Linked DNA regions of Mus musculus: region 2 is linked to region 1. Evidence: chromatin contacts called from public HiChIP or PLAC-seq data. All regions are on one chromosome and are shown on one strand. The core of a region is the stretch at or near the end of the contact, and the rest is flanking DNA. Distances in the headings are between cores, read along the strand shown. Region 1 overlaps Rasgrp1 (RAS guanyl releasing protein 1). Region 2 overlaps Gm32137 (a long non-coding RNA gene).

The links. HiChIP or PLAC-seq counts read pairs in DNA pulled down with a chosen protein or histone mark.
Region 2: an H3K27ac HiChIP or PLAC-seq map of regulatory T cells shows a contact between it and region 1, with 10 times the contacts expected there. The contact joins two enhancer-like sites. A contact is called at or near these places in 2 of 15 datasets of contacts at CTCF or cohesin (CD8 T cells and thymocytes), 15 of 484 Hi-C or Micro-C datasets (CD4 T cells, CD8 T cells, Th1 cells and 11 more), 11 of 115 datasets of contacts at active chromatin or transcription factors (CD8 T cells, Th17 cells, Th2 cells and 8 more) and 1 of 9 other capture datasets (embryonic tail).

The regions. Positions count from the first base shown.
Region 1 is chr2:117,300,291-117,306,031 of GRCm38.p6, reverse strand. It overlaps Rasgrp1 (RAS guanyl releasing protein 1), which reads left to right. Exons shown (of 17, transcript NM_011246.3): 3 at 149-254; 4 at 4,009-4,071; 5 at 5,458-5,589. Among named protein-coding and RNA genes, the nearest start is that of Rasgrp1, 40 kb to the left of the region's middle. Within about 2 kb of position 1,876, at least 73 of the 459 cell types and tissues checked have an H3K27ac peak or open chromatin away from gene starts, as enhancers often do. A contact at or near this core is called in CD8 T cells, Th1 cells, Th17 cells and 3 more, where this site is marked.
Region 2 is chr2:117,445,528-117,451,237 of GRCm38.p6, reverse strand. Gm32137 (a long non-coding RNA gene) reads right to left here. Exons shown (of 2, transcript XR_001783446.1): 2 at 748-1,093. Among named protein-coding and RNA genes, the nearest start is that of Gm32137, 8.4 kb to the right of the region's middle. Within about 2 kb of position 4,152, at least 52 of the 459 cell types and tissues checked have an H3K27ac peak or open chromatin away from gene starts, as enhancers often do. A contact at or near this core is called in CD8 T cells, Th1 cells, Th17 cells and 3 more, where this site is marked.

The DNA of each region.
Region 1 (5,741 bases), core at 627-3,126:
GTGAAGGTGCTGGCAGCTGAAAGAGCTGTGTTTGAACAGCCCTAAGCTGTCTGTCCCCTGGAGTTTTGAAAGAGGGTCAGGGTCCCACCCCCCACCCTACCCCCCATCTCTTTCTGAGAGACTCACATGCTGTTCTTTGCACTTTCAGATGCGGATGGAAACCTGTGTCGGAATAACCAACTGTTACAAGTCATGCTAACCATGCACCGGATCATCATCTCCTCAGCCGAGCTGCTACAAAAAGTCATGAATCTATATCCTTGGGCATCAGAAAGTATGCCGCTGCTTCAAGTGTGCTTTCATTTTAGTTAATTTGGAGTAAAAGTGAGCATTAAGTGCCTTTAACTCTCCCTGTAAGGATGTGGTTGTGTGTTTGAGCAATGGTGTGTGTGTGGTATGTGTGCACAAATCTGTGTGTTTATATATGTCTGCACCTGTGTGTGTAGTTTCCTTTAGGTAAGACAATATTATTTATGCAGATTTCTCTCTGTGGTAGATGGTCAAGAAAGTCAATATACAAATGCAGGTAACATTAATATCGCCTATTATTTTTTTAATCTTTCATTATACATTAGTTGCAAATTATATTCAGGCTGCACAGGCTTACCAGGACAACTGTGAATCCTGAATGGTGCATTTCTTGCGGGACTTCTTGTGAGTTCTTCAGCCCTCCTGGGCTCTGAGAAAAGGTTTAGCTACATGATCTGTACTACATTGCCTTCTTGGTCTAGACTGTATTACTAACTGTGGGCTAGTTAGACCTTGCTCGATGTGGACCTCTGTTGTGGGAAATATTAAAAATTGAACCCGCCAACTCTCTGCAAGACTTGATCATGCTCCCATGCTCCTGCCACCATAGATGCCAACTCTCTGCAAGACTTGATCATGCTCCCATGCTCCTGCCACCGTAGCTGCCAACTCTCTGGAGCTAGCCCCCTCAGCATCTGTCTAACTTGTCCTGCGAGCCACTAGTTCCCTCTCTGCTATAATCCCTTGTAACCAGCAGTCCCATACTCCAGTAGCCAAATAGATCCACCATCCTCACGGTTTAATAACCTGGTAAAATCAAGACTCAAGCTTATAGTTAATTAATTAGATTTATGTATCAATAAGATCACACTTTACAAGATGCCAATAAATAATTTCAGAGAAAATTGATAATGATAACGCTTTAACCCAATTATTATAAGCTTTTGATAACACCATGTCAGCCTCCATTCTTCTTCTCCCTCCTCCTGAGACCTCTCTGTCTCTGTAACTCTTCGGTCTGCCTCCCTTTTCCCTGTCCAATCACAAGCCTCCCCTGCAATAATGAAATTGGACAGGGAAAATCCTATGTCAGACCTCCTGTAGTAGGATATGGATGTTGCCTGCTTTCTCCTTCAAAATGCTGGTGATACTGTGAGCCATTGTCCTCAAAGGAAAAGTGCAGTCAGAAACATGAAACCAGTTAGCTAGCGCCTGAGGCCCAGGTCTCTGGGGCTGAGTCAGGACATGTGACTGTGCAAATCCTTTTCCAGGAAACACAAGAAACACTACAATCTGGCATAGAAAAAGGAAACACAACAGCCCTTCTCTGAACTGCCATAAAGCTGTATCTTCCATCTCAGAGACCCGTATACCAGGGTAGAGCGTTGGGAGGGCCACCTAATGAGAGATACTTGTGATGAGTAGACACCGCCTCTGCGGAGCGTTTCAAACCAATTCAACCTGTTTTTTTATGACTCTGTGCACCAGCAACTGTGAACAACACCAGCAATTAAGCACTCCTTCCTCAAAATGTGCTGGTCTCGGGACTACATGCACTTGAGTGGCCTCCTTTGGGGCACCGCTGGATGCTGTTTCTGCAGCAACCCCTACACTGCCCGCCCATCACATCCTCCACACTCTACCCCCGCCCCTCTGTGCTGTTGCTCAGACTTTCAGTGGCACCTGCTCCCCAGCCATGACACATTCAAATGTCCCTCATCTAAAAATAAACTCTTAACCCTGTTTCCCCTTTATTCGACTGTTAGGATTAGAAATTTGATGTGAAACCTTCTTAAATAGTCTGCCTTCACAATCTCCAATCTCTACTCCCACTAGCTGCTAAGCATGACTGCGGCTGCTACCCAAGCACTCAGACTTTCCTCTGCTGTTGCTGTGGCCTCCCAGCTGCCAGGCCCAGTGGACTTTGCTCATACCTTACAGAAGCACTGGACATCATGAGAGCCCATGCCTCTGAGGCCTTTCCCCAAGGACTTCTAAACCATACCCTCACATGCGCGCACGCGCACACCTCTTTTGAAAGAGCTAAGATTTCAATGTTAAGTCAAAGTGGCTGGTTTGTTTTGCAGTGTACCCTCCTCCCTTGCTTCCCAGTACTTTGTGCATAGGAGTTGTGTTTTCTACAGCCCTTGGTAGTCCTCATGCTTGGAAGCTTCCAAGCATCCTTCAGAAAGAGGAAGTCCCTGAGCCCTTGGCTGCTGGGCCATGGCAAAGGCAGCAGGCTCAAGACTGCTGCTTCTTGTTTAGGCAATGGTATTGTTGCCTACAATTGAAAATACAGAGCCAATGCAGAGTTGAAAAGAAACTGGTATGCTAAGAGGAGTTAGGGAAAACAAAAACACAAGGGGCAAGCTAACAAATACATCTGAATACATAAAATGTTAGCAGGACAAACCAGTCCAGACCTTCCAGAAAACAGCTTATGATAGACAAATGGAAACTTAAAAATTATCTCGGGCCTACAGATTGGTGGAGGACATCATTGTGTGAAACTACCCACAAAAGGTTTCTGAGTGAGAAGACCCTGTGTGCAAGTGTGCTCAGGGGAGAGATCACATGAGGACCTGGGAGGACCTGAGTGTGCACTTGCTCTAATTTCAAGGATATATTTAATAAGAGATAAATAATATTCACATTTAATTTCCAAATTAGTCCTCTATTTATTAAAATTACACATTTTTCCATAATTCTTTGTGTTTTCCAGTTTAGTTTGCTCACCTTTAAGGTTTACATTTTAGGTTTATCTTTCTTGAGCTGCAATTTATCCAATGGGTTAACATTATCTTAGGTATTCTAAAACTGAGCATAAAATAAGTAAGATTTAAACTTAAAACCACTTATCTACTGCACTTAAGTCAAATGTCTAACACTGAAGTTTCAAACCTGTGGGTCCAAGATGCTCAAAATCATTGAGGTATACATGATTTCAAAATGCACTTAGGCCTTCCTCATTAACACAACACTGTGGTTCTTGAACACCGCCTTTTCTGTGTTTAACTCAAAGTTTTCCAAAGGTTTCTAGTAGTTTCACACCTACTGAGAGAGGGCCGATTCCATTCCAGTTACGCGCTCTCAGCTGGTTGTTGCAATTATCCTGTCCCCATTGTTAAAAGAGAAAGAAGCCATAGCCTTGTGGGATAGACAGGGAGGTAGCTTGCTCTTCAGTATGTCAAGAAGAAAGATGTTAGGTCACACCGCATTCACCACTGGACTAGAGTTCTCATCTGATTCTTAAATAAACAAATATCCTTGCCTTGTACCTCAAAAGTCATTTAAACACCGGGATGTTCTTCTATTCTTTCAAAATATTCATAATTATAAAGACTGATACAATGCTCTTTGGTTGTATGATTTTGTATTGTTCCATCGCTTTGTCTGTCTTGCCAGGTAGTATACAAGGTTAGTCAACTAATGCCTACCGTGTGTGTGTGTGTGTGTGTGTGTGTGTGTGTGTGTGTGTGTGTGTGATGTTCATGGTATTGGTGTTAATTTTCAATGCATTTGAATACATATAGAGAGTTCTCTAAATCACTGCCTAGTTATGCATACATCAGTTACTATAAAAATTTTAAAAGACAAAAGGGATCTCTTTCTAACTCATTCATTCAGTTGGTCTCCTAGTCACTTGGGCATATACAAGAGGCAATTTGCCCACATTTTAGGGATTAACTTGATAAATACTTCCAAAGTATTTTATGGTTTCTATAATACAGCTTCCATTTTCCTTAACCATGACCCTACATATAAGGATGCCCTGGAAAAGAATTCTCCAGGAGTTTGCCTGAAGATCTGCTATTTTGTCAGGTAATGTGTCTGTGATCTGGAGACTGTGTGGCGTGAGATGGGATGAAAAGCTGCTGCCTACAATGTGTCTCCTGCTGGTCCTCCCTACCTCTCCCTCCCAGCCTTGTGTAGGCTTCCTCACACTGATGGCTGCCTCTGACACTAAGCTGCCTTGACATTGTATTCTGCCTCTGACATTGTATTCTGCCTCTGACACAGTATTCTGCCTCTGACACTGTAATCTGCCTCTGACACTGTAGTCTGCCTCTGACACTGTATTCTGCCTCTGACACTATTGGCTGCCTCTGACACTGTAGTTTGCCTCTGACATTGTATGCTGTCTCTGACACTGTATTCTGCCTCTGACACTGTAGTCTGCCTCTGACACTGTAATCTGCCTCTGATACTGTATGCTGCCTCTAACATTGCAAGCTGCCTTTGGACACTGATGGCTGCCCCTGGACAACAAAGACCTTAATACTGGAAAGTCAGCCAAACAGTGGATTTCCTCCAGTGTACCTGTGCTTAAGATTTTTTTATTCTTATTCCTCTTAGATTTATGAGTTTGCATAAGAGAAGGATAAAAGGATAATCAAGGGTCTATGTTTTCTTCTTTATTTTATCCTTAGTTATTATGGTAATATAGCTCATTGAACATTTTAAAAATTCTGAAAATAATATAATAAGCACTCACAACCAACTACTATTTTGTATATATCCTTCATGAAGTTCTTTTTTCCTCGTTTCATTTTTTAGTATTTCTTGCTAATATTTTTTAAGGTGACATAAAGTTGGTGGGGTTTATGATAGCATTTTGAAACATAAATGTTCTTTTCACTGCTTTCTGCTTACATACTCCTATCCCTCCATCACTTTGCTTAGGCACACATTTAATCCCAGCATGTGGGAGACGGAAGCAGGCAGATTTCTGAGTTCAAGGCCAGCCTGGTCTACAAAGCAAGTGCCAGGACTTCCAGAGCTACACAAAGAAACCATGTCTCAAACAACAACAACAAAAATAGCTTTTGCTTAGCTTTCTGTTGTAAAGACTTCTCTCTAGTTTTTACAGGTTATGATAAACATGATTTTTCATAGTTATAATAACATGTAATAAAAACATACTTTAAAGATATACACACCATTTTTGGATAATTGTTTGCATACACGGCCATATCTGGGTTCTTTCTGATGATATGCCTTCTTTTCTCGAGTCAATTTGTGTGTGGAGACACGGAAGCCTGCTAGATGGTTTTCTTCCCTCCCTGGAGCCCTCTACCCCCGGATCTTTTGCTATGGGACAAATCTCACTCTGTCTTCTGAGTGCTTTTTTTGTAAACGCAGATTCCTCTGGGAATCTGCCCAACTGAGAGGCCCAGGGCTCAAGGCTTTCTTCTTCCTTCCTTGTAGGTATTGGATAACAGAATTCTGGATCATGTTCAAGATGGATGCCAGCTTGACCAGCACCATGGAAGAGTTCCAAGACCTGGTGAAAGCCAATGGTGAGGAGACCCACTGCCACCTCATCGACACGACCCAAATGTGAGTGTCAAGGTTCTCGTGGGTCGTTCGAAACCACATTCCTCCAGTAACCCGAGCTGCAATGCTGGGCCTCTCACTGCCTCCACCTCCAAGAAGCTCAGACAGACAGGTTCCATGGGAGCCCCACCAACAATAACTTGACATTTAATAGA
Region 2 (5,710 bases), core at 2,903-5,402, 140 kb before region 1:
CTTCCTGAAGGAGTTACTCAAATGTCTTTGCTTTGGATGGTTTTTAAGTCCTGCCCTTGCTCACATCATAGTGCTACTTGCTGTTCAGCTCTGACACTATATTGTGATGAGGTAGCTACTCAGACACTATAAGGTGGTAACTAGGGCCATCCTAGTAAAAGGTAGGTAGGTAGGTTTGTGCTGGATAAATTCATATGACCACCTCATTCTTAATTGGGCCATTTGTTTTAGATTTGTTTCTACTCATAGACCATCATTTGGATTTAAGTTTATTCGAAGATACTTGATGTCATGTTTTAGTGACATAGTGGTTGTCAATCTGACTTTTGGCTCAATATTCATTTGTCCTGAAACTATTTCACTTACACTTAGGGGATGTGCACTGTCTGTGATGGCTTACATCATATAGTCTGTCAGTTTTAGGAACCAACCATCACTGATTGGCTTTTGTGTTTGTTTGTTTGTTTGTTTGTCCTGTTCTGTTCTGTTTTGTTTTATCTTGTTTTCCAGCTAACTAGAGCTCCTGGGGAGCCCTGTGCCTGTTCATGCCACTAGGTGGCAGTTTCTTCTCAACAAGATCAGTGTGTGTGACAGGCTCTGTCACTCAGATGTCTGCATCAGGCTGCACAGCTCAGCCTGCCTGGTGAAGGAAACACACACACACACACACACACACACACACACACACACACACACACACACGAACTAAATATCAACATTAAAGATAGCTGAGTCATGGGAAAATCATCCCGTGGAAAATGGTAACATTTTCTTTTAGTTGTAATTTCCATGAAGAGTTAGAGAAAAGCTAACTGCAGCCATATGGGTAAGAGGAGGTGTGTGCAGCAGACACAGGCCAGATGATGCTGAGCAGCTGTCCACCCTTCACGGTGGAACCCAGATCTTCTGGATGAAGACAGAAGGTGAAGCACGTGGGGTAGAAAAACTGGACGCCTAAAACCTTCCTGGTTGGAATCCCCTGTGGGGAGAGAGCAGTGGGGGCTTCAGATGGCACTGAACGTGGGTCCTCCCCACTGAAGTTGAAATGGTCGTCAGCTCCAAAATGATTGCAGGACAGCATGCAGACACTGCTCTGCATTGAAAAAGCAAGAGCGGTTGATGTTTATTTCTATGTATTTAGTGCATAAAACTTGGTCCATTTTCTAAATGTAATCTTCACAAGTCTATGGATTAGGCAACTCACCTGTCTTTTCCACATAGGAAACCTGAAGCTATGAGCTAAGGTGACTCCCAGAATTGCAGAGCAAGAGATGGGGGATTCGAACCCAGCCCTCTCTTGCTGACACTCACTGTTTGAGGATCCCTGAGTCCTCAGAGAGGCCCAAGGAGACCAGAACCTGGTAAACACTGCCCTGCTGGTGTCTATATTCTTACAAGACAACACCCTCTCAGCCACATGAAGGACTGTTTCAATTTTCATATACAAAAAAATTACTTCATTTTTTATTGTTGTTGCTACTACTAACCCTACAAAAACTGCTAAGACCCCAGGGCCTACTCCAAGCCCCTGGACAGCGGCAACATCACAGGGTTTAGAATTCCCAATCAGCAGAAATGACAGCACACACGAATGAACTGACTTTCTTATTTCCACCACACACTACCAAGAGCCTGGGTTATAAAAAGGGGGAGCCAGAGGCAAATTATAAAGGACAAAGCAGACAGCACAGCTTCTCCCAGGACACCCTCACCACTCATCCCTGCAAACCTTCAGGCGGCATCTTCTATGCGTCTGTTAGGATGAAGCAAATACATAGGATCTGAGAAGAGGAGAGGGTAGCAGGACCTCCGGAATGCTACAGTTTCTCTGGCATCCAAATGACAGTGCCCTCGTTGGCACACTGGGCCAGAAGAAAAGCAAAGCAGCCAAAGGACAGGGCATAGTCAGATGGGCTGAGCCAGTGCCCTGCAAATCCATCAGTTGTATAGATCTGGTGTCAGCAGACACACTAGCTGGACCTTGGGACAACTTGCCCGCCTCAAGAGAATATATCCCGAGAGAAGGTATTTTCTCTTGGATTCTACCCTAATTCTTTGCCTTGTGTCCTTAGATTGAAACGCACACTACCTCTGAGCCTTGGGTTTCTTGTTTGTACAGTGAGGCTAATGTTAAACCATGAAGCTGTTTTAAGAAGTAAATAAAGTAAACTCCATCAGGATCCTGTCACAGAGTGGGTGATTAGCAAGTGGTGAGAGGTGTGGACCTCACATCAGGGGAAACTTCTGAGGTTCCTGTGTACTGGGATACTGGGATACTGGGATACTGGGATACTGGGATACTGGGATACTGGGATACTGGGATACTGGGATACTGGGATACTGGGATACTGGGATACTGGGATACTGGGATACTGGAGAAATGAAGATGCCAGAAGCGAACACCAGTGAAGAAGCTAACCCAATGATGCAAAAAAACATATGGCTCGGGAAAAGAGATGACCATTTGGTCAGCAGTACTCAGTCAAACATAGTGTGACAGTGCTGCTCACAGCCACCAAGGAAACTAGGGGTATAGAGGTGGGGGGCGGGGAGGCTGGGGGTATCCAGGTATAAAATATATTCCATTCTGTTGCTGTTTTAGTATTAGTTGGTGGTGTACCGAACTGACTCAGTTTTCAATCTGAAACTGCAACTTTATTATCATTCAGTTCTGTAGTCCGGCAGGATGAAAATAGTGTCACTCAGGAGGCAGAGGCAGGTGGATTTCTGAGTTCAAGGCCAGCCTGGTCTACAAAATGAGCTGCAGGACAGCCAGGGCTACACAGAGAAACCCTGTCTCGAAAAAAAAACAAAAAAAAAAGAAAAAGAGAGAAAGAAAGAAAGAAAGAAAGAAAGAAAGAAAGAAAGAAAGAAAGAAAGAAAGAAGGAGGGAGGGAGGAAGGAAGGGAGAGAGACAGAGAGAGAGAGGGAGGGAGGGAGGGAGGGAGGGGGAGAGAGAGAGAGAGAGAGAGAGAGAGAGAGAGAGAGAGATAGAGAAAGAAAGAAAGAAAGAAAGAAAGAAAGAAAGAAAGAAAGAAAGAAAGAAAGAAAGAAAGAAAGAAAATAGAGTGTCAACATGAATGTGCTCCTCTTGAGGGCCCCAAAGGAGAAGCTGCGCCTTCGCTTATTTGGATGTCAGTAGTTGTGTGGATCTGGGGAACCGGGGCTCCTGTTCCCTTGATAGCTGCCGAGTAGGGCCACCCACAGTTCCTATCCTTTCACAGAGATCCTGATATTGGAGAGAGAGAACTGGAACTCTAAATGTTTTCTTTCAACATTTTTCATGCTCACCTTTCTCTGCCTCTGCCTAGGGAAGGTTGTCTGCTTCTGAGCACTAAACTGAGCTGACCCCCAGTGAATCCAGGGTAACTTCCCCAACCTCGGGTCCATAATTTTAATCACACATACAAAGTCCTCTTTGCCTTGTAAAGCAATATATTCGGCTTCTGGGTATTAGGACATAAATACCTTAGTCTTTCTGCCACCTCACTGTATGTTCAAGTTGTTATTTTTGTGCCTTAATATGCCAGGTGAAGAACTGGGTGTTGAGGTAAGATGTCACTACCAGTGGAAGTGGGTTGGGGAGGAAGCCTGAGTGGGTCAGAGCTGCCATGCCCTGGGCATTCCGATTAGTGCACGAGGTGAAAACATGAATAGAAGGTGAAAGAAAACCTCCCTCATCTCCTCCCCTCCCCTCCCCCCCCCCCACCTGCATCCCTGAATTATCCAAGCTGCAGCCCTGGTCTGAGATTTCTGAAGGTCTCTGGCAATGGTCACAACATTTCTCTAAGAATCATGCATGGAGCTTTACCAACGGACTGGCAGAGGCTGTGCTAGGTACAGGGTTAGTTGTAGCAGGAAGCCTAGCAGCAACAGATAGGTAGCATCCTCTGTACCCCAGAGAGTTCCTATAGACAGAGGTTATACCTGTCACTTTCCCTGGTTCCTGACTCAACTTCACTTTTTCCCTGGGGATTTGAGAGCAAATAGCCCATGTCTTCCTGGCCACTTAACAACAATACAGAGTAAAAGAGAGAGAGAAAGAGGACAGGAAAGGGTTGGTTTCTCACTAGCCAAATACCCTTCCGGTGGAGGTTCTCTGTCCTATATTTTGAAGCGCTAAGGCTCATGGGAGACTCTTGCTCGCTAATGTTCTCTCAACCACAAGGATGGTGAGTCAGCATGGTGGTTAGCTCTCAGATGGCAGGCTGCAGCCCTCAGCAGAGTTCCAGGTGGGACAAGTGCCTGACAGAAAGCCCTCAGAGCGGCCCTGCTGTACCTTGCAATCTTGAGCATCCCTGATTGGCTAGGACCCTGACCACACACCCAGGAACAACTCACCTGTCTAAGTTCCCTGTTCTTCAAAACCGTGGCACAAAAGAGCAAGAATGAGCTAGAAAAGATGTCTTCAGTCCATTCTGGCATGAGCCAGCTAACACTGGCAAACAGGAAGGAACACAAACCAAACCCTTTGCTCCAGATCAAGTATGAGGGAGATGGAAGGGCACAGAGCTTCGTCTGGTCTAGAATACATATCTGTGAGCCAGCTCCTGACTCCGGGGGCGGAGGTGGGGGTGGGGGGCAGGTGCAGTCCATCGATATACCACATGCTGAACAGCTACACTTCAGAAGCACATTCAGCTACCAAAAGAGCTGGCCAATACCCCGTGGCTAGAGGGTTCTTGCTCTTTATGTCACAACCTCACCCACCCCAAGGCTGCCTGTGTTGTCACTTCTGCTCCACCAATTTAAAATGTGTTAGCAAGAGTGACATTTAAGAAGTAAATTTTAAATCTTTCTTGTACTCTTCTTCAGAAATAAGAGGTTAATAGTGGCTTTGAGGTAAATGTTGCAGTTTGCAGCTAGGAAGAAACAAGGGCTATGTGTATGTGAGAGAGTCAGGGGGGTCAAAGGTACCTGCAAAGACCAGAAGAGGATACTTAGATCTCTCTGAGCCAGAACTATAGGGGATTGTGCAACACCAAAAGTGAGTGCTTGGAACCTCACTCATGTTCTCTGGAAGATCAAGAGGCAGTCTCAATAGCTGGGCCATCTTTCTTCAGTCCCTGTGCTGAATTTTGAAAAGTATATTTTATCAGTACAAGATAATACACTTGTCTGGCTGTCACATCTCCATCAAGGCTCCTTATTAAGGGCCTGAGTTTAAAGGTATGAAAGGGTACACGTCTAAGAGAGGTGAAGCAACCCCTCTTCTAGCTTTTGTAATGGAATCTCAGCTATGCTAAGCCAGTGGTCCCTTGATGCTGGCTCCCAGTAGAGCCATCCCAGTCCAGTTAGATCTAACTCACTTGATCGCTATAGGTCTCGGTGTCTTTACAAAGTTATCTGGGAAGTGTAAGTCGTATGGCTGGCAATGGGACTCGCCAGTCTCCATGACACATGGTAGCGTCAGTGCATCCACATGGAAGGAGAGTGGTCTGCAGCGTCTGGGAAGGCACAGCCTAGTTCTTTCCAAAACAGACAGATCGTGTTGATGAAGCAGACTGTGAGGCTCTGGTGGGTTTTGTACAACTGAAGTCCCCAATCCTGGCCTCAGCCTTTTACTAAACTGTTAGGGAGTCACAATAAGGCTGGCGTGGCCAGCTTCATTTGGGCTTCCAATTCCATATCTCAGACTCTTCTCCTGAAAATTCAGCTCATCATCTAAGCAGGGAGTTTCCAAGTTTAAAAAGAAAGAGACAAAGAGAAG